Linked DNA regions of Zea mays: region 1 is linked to region 2. A link is a contact called in public Hi-C data. All regions are on one chromosome and are shown on one strand. Each heading gives the region's core, a stretch centred on a gene start, on an enhancer-like site or on the middle of the called end of the contact. The rest is flanking DNA. Distances are from core to core; before and after follow the strand shown. Region 1 holds the start of LOC103625860 (mitogen-activated protein kinase kinase kinase 5). Region 2 holds the start of LOC100276491.

Region 1 (3,051 bases), core at 320-2,819, 360 kb before region 2:
TAGCCCCTAGCTGACTTATTTTCATCATGTCAATATTTAATCAATTCACAAAACGGTTGTTTGGATCCACTCATTTTGGAGGAATTGGAATCTAATTAATAGACTAGGCTATTTGGCTTGGAATTTGACATTCCACCACTTTCCAAAGTTCAGATATAAATCTATCTCAAATTCAAAGGGTGGGGGATGGAAATTGATTTTATATATCACCAAGCTATGTTTCTACCCTTCAACTTATAACACACTCTTCAACTCGCTCCCCTATAGACTATAGTACGAATGTTGCACATAAATATCTCTCATATGGCCAACAATGGTATACAAATATATTCTGCTTAAAATCATATTAGCTTAATTGATCTATGCCTAAATTACGATTATTACAATGGAGTTCAATTCGAAGGATCTAAACAGGAAGAGTTAAGAATTCATGATTTGCATCTTTTAGGAATATTATATGTGCAAATCAATAATGAAAGCATCGCGTGCAAAAATCATGATAACTCAATATACACAACAAATATAATTTTACGATGCATCATCCTAATATGACCTGATGGCTGATGTCATGGTCTCCCAATAAACCCTTAGCTAGTAACACCCTACAACTAACTCAAGTTGCTAAATCACAATTCAACTCGTGTATATGTATATCCAATCCCTGAACCATGGTATCCATATCTTCAAAATCACCATACTCTGCAGCCAAGGATACATCGCTGAACCATAGGCACCATAAAAACTGTTGCCATTCTCTGCAAGATACTCTACCCGCCTAACTGCCTAAGTGTTTAACACCTCAATGGTGACACAATACAAGTAAATGGTGTTATCCTTTTTGAAATGTAAATATTGGTAGTAAATAGAAATCATAGCCCGACTCTGGAATCCTCAAGCTGTGAGGGTGATATCCTTGCAGACAATATAATCTACTTGAATAATAAATGGCAATAAAACATAACGTTTACAAGTATAGTACGAATTAATCACCTCCGTGCGAGTAACGCCGTCATCCTTTCGCTCCCAGTCTCTAAAACCCCGGGAGCGTCCGCTGCAGGCCCGTTCCACTCCCCGTCGAGCATCCTTGGCGCCGGTGACCGAAGCAACCTCCCAGGACCCCGGCACGTCGATTCCCCCTCGACTGGAAGGGGCAGCGGATGCGGCAGCAGCACGGGGGTCGACGAGGGTCTCGCCGGCGCCACCTCCATGTTACTCGGAGACTTCGAGATCGGCGTGGAGCTCACGGTCGCAAGCCCAAACCCCGCCGCCGCGTCCCTCCTCACCGGAGAGTCCACGCCGAGCGCGGATACCCCGACCTCGAGGTCATCGACGACGTAGCGCATCCACCGGGCTCTGATCAGCCGCGGCTGCGGTTCGCTGCTGCCCCCGCTGCCATCACGGCGGGAGCTAGGGCCGCTGCCCCAACCGAATATGGGACGGAGGGTGGAAGCGCGGGCGGGGGAAGCGGGCATGGATGATGAGGAGAGGGAGGGGGAGGAGTAGCGCTTCCACCAGCACATCGGGAAGTCGCTAATGGGTAGAAGAGGGAAACGTTAGTGATCATGAGGTGGCGGAGATGGTGTCGCGGAGGGAGGGAAGACCCCCCGCCGTTTTGTCTTTTTCTCACTGGTGTCTCGGGCGGGAGTCGGGGTTGGTTAGTTCTTAGTTGTTTTTTTTGGGAGACCAGCTCCGTCTTGGAGGCTATCGGCGGGATTAGACTGTCTCCAGCAACGTATTACATATACATCATCTATATCTATCCTTTACAGTCTTCTTTAAAAATTTTATCTCCTATATCTACTTTCTCTCCAACAACGTCCTCTAAATCACGTCCTCCATATGTAAATACCTATATTAAAGACATTTTTAATTTTTTAATTTTTGTACATACGTATTTGTCATACTCTCAAATGTATTATACATATTTTAGTTTTATTAAACCGGTTGTTTAAAGTATTCAAATAGATAGAGAACCGTTTAGAGAAACTCTACATATAGAGGATCCAACAGTGTTCTCTAAATTTAGAGGACCGTTTAGAGAACGTTGCTGGAGGGAGTAGAGGACGTTCTCATCCTCTAAATTTAGGGTACAGGACCCTTTAGAGCTTTTGTTGGAGCTAGTCTTACAGTGGATACGAGTATGGATAAATAACTACGGATAATTATTTATTGAATATAGTTATGGTAAAATTTGGTATCCGTGTGTACAATTATGAATAATAAGATAACTGTGGATATTTTTTTTTGCGAGTACGGATATCCAGTATTCATACCCATTACCTAATGGATATTTGACATGTGGGTCATCCAGATTTAATATATTAACCTAATTTCTAATTTTCAATTTTTATCTGTGGCATGTTGATTGATGCTAAAATTATTATTTGATGATGATGTAATGATAATTGTTTTTGAAATGTGATAAAATTGTTGTTCGATGTTGAATGCTAAAATTGTAATGGGCGGGCGGGCAACAGATATCTACTGGATAACGGATACCCGACGAGTACGGGTATGAGTAGAGATCCATACCCACGAATGTTTATAGGTATAAATATGAATTGAGTTTTGTCTAGCGGGTATAGGTTCGTGAACTATATATCCACATACTATCTGCCTATCTACCCGATTGCCATCCCTATTCGTTGGCCACGCGATTTTGGCGAAAGGAGTCCAGCGAGTCAATGCCGCTGGGATGCACAGTGCACACACATCACGTAGTATGCATATGCACTGTACTTGGCTTCCTTCCCGTTTCGTTTTTCTCTATGCAACTTTTCCCTTCGTCCTTTTTTTTGGAACACCGCTTTCCCGATTCCAATTTTTCAAAGAAAAATTAGTTCATTTTACCTTGGGAAAATTGAATCCCTTGGAAAAACGATGTTCCTAAACTATCCCTTAAAAAAACTTTTGTTACTTTCTCAAATACAATACATGTCGTTGATAAAAGGCTCGTTTGGTATAGTGACGGCTTCAACTTCATCTGTCGTGAAACAATCCCAGACAGTGGCAGTGGCGGAGGACAAGAATTTTTTTTTGTATGGCTCTAAG
Region 2 (3,463 bases), core at 165-2,664:
TGACTGTAGATTAATAATAAAGATCATGTATTAAAGCATTGAGATAGATAAAGAATGATGATAGACCTATGTGGTGTTGGAAGCAACGCATGCTACACCATTTTAAGGATTAGAAGAAGCTGGCAGGTCCCATGGAGACTAGAAGCTATTATCCTTCTAATCTGGTGCATTTGGAAAAGTAGAAATAATTGGGTGTTTAATGAGATCCCGCCCATGGTGGATGAATGTCGGGAAATGTTCAAAACAGAATTGCGTCTACTGTGTCACTGAGTCAAACTAGAGATAGGGGATAAAATTAGGACCTAGATTCAGTGCTATGTATTGTAATTTTTAGTTTACTTCCCTGTAATTGTTTTTCTATTTTTTATTTTGACTAAGCAATAAAAATACTGTAGGCCCTCCCTACAGTAATTTAAGCTTAAGAAAATCTTGTCTTTTTCATGGTCCTGCCACTTAGGGCCTGTTTGGGAATGCATTTTTGAAATACTGTAGTTTTGAGATACCATAGTTTACAATTGTACATGTCAAAAATACTACGGTATTGCTTTACCATAGTAAAACTACAGTATTGCTCAAAACCGAGATCTGTTTGGTTATATTGGAAAAACAAAGTATATGTAGAGAGAAAAGAAGAAAACCGAGGTCATGAGTGGAGTTTCGAAAACTCCAAAAATACCACAGTTTTGGGTAAACCATGGTATTTAAAACTGAGTTTTGACTATACAAACCAAACACCTTTTGAGCTCAAATACTATAGTATCATCAAATACCATAGTATTGTTTCAAAACTGCAAAAATACTACGATTCCAAACAGAGCCTTAGGGCCTGTTTGGGAATGTAGTTTTGAAATACTGTAGTTTTGAGATACCATAGTTTACAATTGTACATGACAAAAATACTACGGTATTGCTTTACCACAGTAAAACTACAGTATTGTTCAAAACCGAGATCTGTTTGGTTCTATTGGAAAAACAAAGTATATGTAGAGAGAAGAGAAGAAAACCGAGGTCATGAGTGGAGTTTCAAAAACTCCAAAAATACCACAGTTTTGCGTAAACCATGATATTTAAAACTGAGTTTTGACTATACAAACCAAACACCTTTTGAGCTCCAATACTATAGTATCATCAAATACCATAGTATTGTTTCAAAACTGCAAAAATACTACGATTCCAAACAGGACCTTAGTGTGTACGTTGGAGCTTTTGCGTCGAGGAATTTCGGTGCCAATCTCTCGTGCGTTGAGAGTCAGTGCACGCACCGAGGAGACATGGTCCCAATCAGCAATGTACAGCTATATAACACGTTCCCAATTGTCGCTGCTTCTGCAAAAGGCCAGCGGCGGCTCGGCCCAACTGCGCGAAAGGCCGTTTTGGGCTTGTTTGTCTTCCAAACAAGCCTGCCAGACGACCCGAGCATTTTATCAATCTCGCTCACCGGGCTCACACGTCAGCCTGTGCTTACGGCGTATACCACGAGCGCACCAACCACCACCACCATCCTCATCCTTCGCGAGGAGATCCCTTCGTCGGGGAAGAGAACCCGCCAGGAGACCTACCCTTCCTCAATCCTCCGACCCTCCATGGCCTCCTCCTCCCTGGCCCTCCCTCCAATCTCTCTCCTCCTCGCGCTGCTGCTCCTCTCCGCCCCCTCGCCGTCCGCCTGCGCCTCGCTTTCCTTCCTCACCGCCTCCTCCAACGGCTCCGCCTCCACCTCCGCCGACCCGGAGCTGGAGGACCTGGCCCCGGAGCCCACCTTCCTCGAGGAGGTCATCGACGCCGTCTCGGAGAAGTACGACTGGGATCCGGACGCCGAGGTCAGGGTCTGGCCGCTCGACGCCGGCGCCGTCCGCGTCGGCTCCGTGCAGCGGTACGAGTTCCGGGCGCGGGCGGGCGGGTCGGCGGCGCTGGCGCGGTTCTCCGACGAGGCCGTGGAGTGGAGACTCCCCTCCGCGCCGGCCGTCGAGGAGGTGGATGGGCCGGACGGGGTCGACGTCGTCCCCGCCGAAGGCGCGTTCGGGTTCGACACCGGCGTCAGGGACGTGGAGCTGGTTGGGCCGGTGGAGCTCAAGCTTGCTGGCAACCAGGACGGTAGCCTCGTCGAGCTCCAGTTACCTTCGGTGAGTGGATTGACTTTGACCTGTCGCTGTTCCCGATTTTGCATCCGATCCCGATCGGTTGCTTGCATGTTAGTTTTCGAGTAAAGGTTGGTGTAAAAGCTGTGTTAGCTCAAAGCTTTGATGGTTATGGTTCAACAGCTGAGTTGATTTAGCAGCAGCTATTACTGTTGAAGTATATCTGAACCTGTATATCCCCCACCCCAGTATTTAGTGTTGCTGATGACTTTATATTGTTTGTTTGTAGTAGTTGAATGTTAAATCAGTACGGACCCTTGTTTAGTTTGTTTTGTGTGTTCAACTTGTAGTGACACTTGGATAGCTTTGCCCAATTTTTTTATGCCATTGCGCATTGGTATGGTATTGTGTAGAATCAGAATTCAGCTTGATTCAAGGTGCTATTCTAACTTGTCTAAATTGGGGATATTAAGTAACGGACCATTGATGGTGAAGGTTAAGCATAGTGTAATAGATTGTGTTCATTTAAGTTTCAGTAGGTAATCATTGGTGCATGCTATATGGAAATTTGTCATTAATGAATACAGATAGATGGCAGTATTTGTAGATATTCAAATTAGGATGCTTCTGCCTTTTTTGTCCTCATTTTACTGATGCAAGTTTAGATAGATGGTGGTTTTCTTAGATAGAAGTGGATGTAACTTTCTGATTGTTTAAATTGGAACAAATGTAGCTCAATAAAAAAAACAAGATGGAACGACTGGTGACACATAAAATAAATGCTGTTTTTCTGGCTTGTCATGTACTGTGAGTATTGCTGGCTTTGCTGACTATAATGGAGAAGAGCATGAATAGGATAACAGGACATGGAGATCTGCTTTGGTTATGGAGTGAAGCCTATGGTTCTTTTTGGAGGGGTTTAAGTATTGCTGCAATGATCTTGCTATTATGTTTAGTCCCTTCCATTACCTGTTAAGAACTTCACGGTATTATTAATGCATAAAGCCATACAGGGGCAGAGGACCCACTGGCGGGGTATGACGCCCGCCATACATTGATTCCTCCTAAATAACCCTAGCGAATCACTTGACACTATCTCTTTTCTGCCATCCGGTGTCTTAGTTTACCATAGCTTTCTAGCGAAGCAACGAGAAAGAGAACAAACAGTTTTGGGCTATTATTTGGGCTTAAATGTACTAAAGTGCTAATGAACTTCTCTTAAGGCCAGCCCCCATACGGTGAGTGGCCACGACGCCGACACATTAAGTGATATAAAGTGGCCCATTCGGCCACCGGCCACCACCCAAGTCTAGCACGACTACACGAGAGCTGGCTGTTGAGTTCATATGATGTGCATAGGTCAGAAATTTAGCTAATTAGCACATGAT

The links. A called contact is a pair of places that touch in the nucleus more often than the background predicts.
Region 1: a Hi-C map of ear shows a contact between it and region 2, with 2.1 times the contacts expected there. The contact joins the promoter of LOC103625860 here to the promoter of LOC100276491 in region 2. A contact is called at or near these places in 2 of 25 Hi-C or Micro-C datasets (ear and leaf).

What each region holds. Positions count from the first base shown.
Region 1 is chr5:6,732,383-6,735,433 of Zm-B73-REFERENCE-NAM-5.0, reverse strand. LOC103625860 (mitogen-activated protein kinase kinase kinase 5) reads right to left here and starts at 1,569. Exons shown (of 11, transcript XM_008646257.3): 1 at 991-1,569. The coding sequence starts at 1,520.
Region 2 is chr5:6,374,125-6,377,587 of Zm-B73-REFERENCE-NAM-5.0, reverse strand. It overlaps LOC100276491, which reads left to right and starts at 1,414. Exons shown (of 2, transcript NM_001150265.2): 1 at 1,414-2,120. The coding sequence starts at 1,584.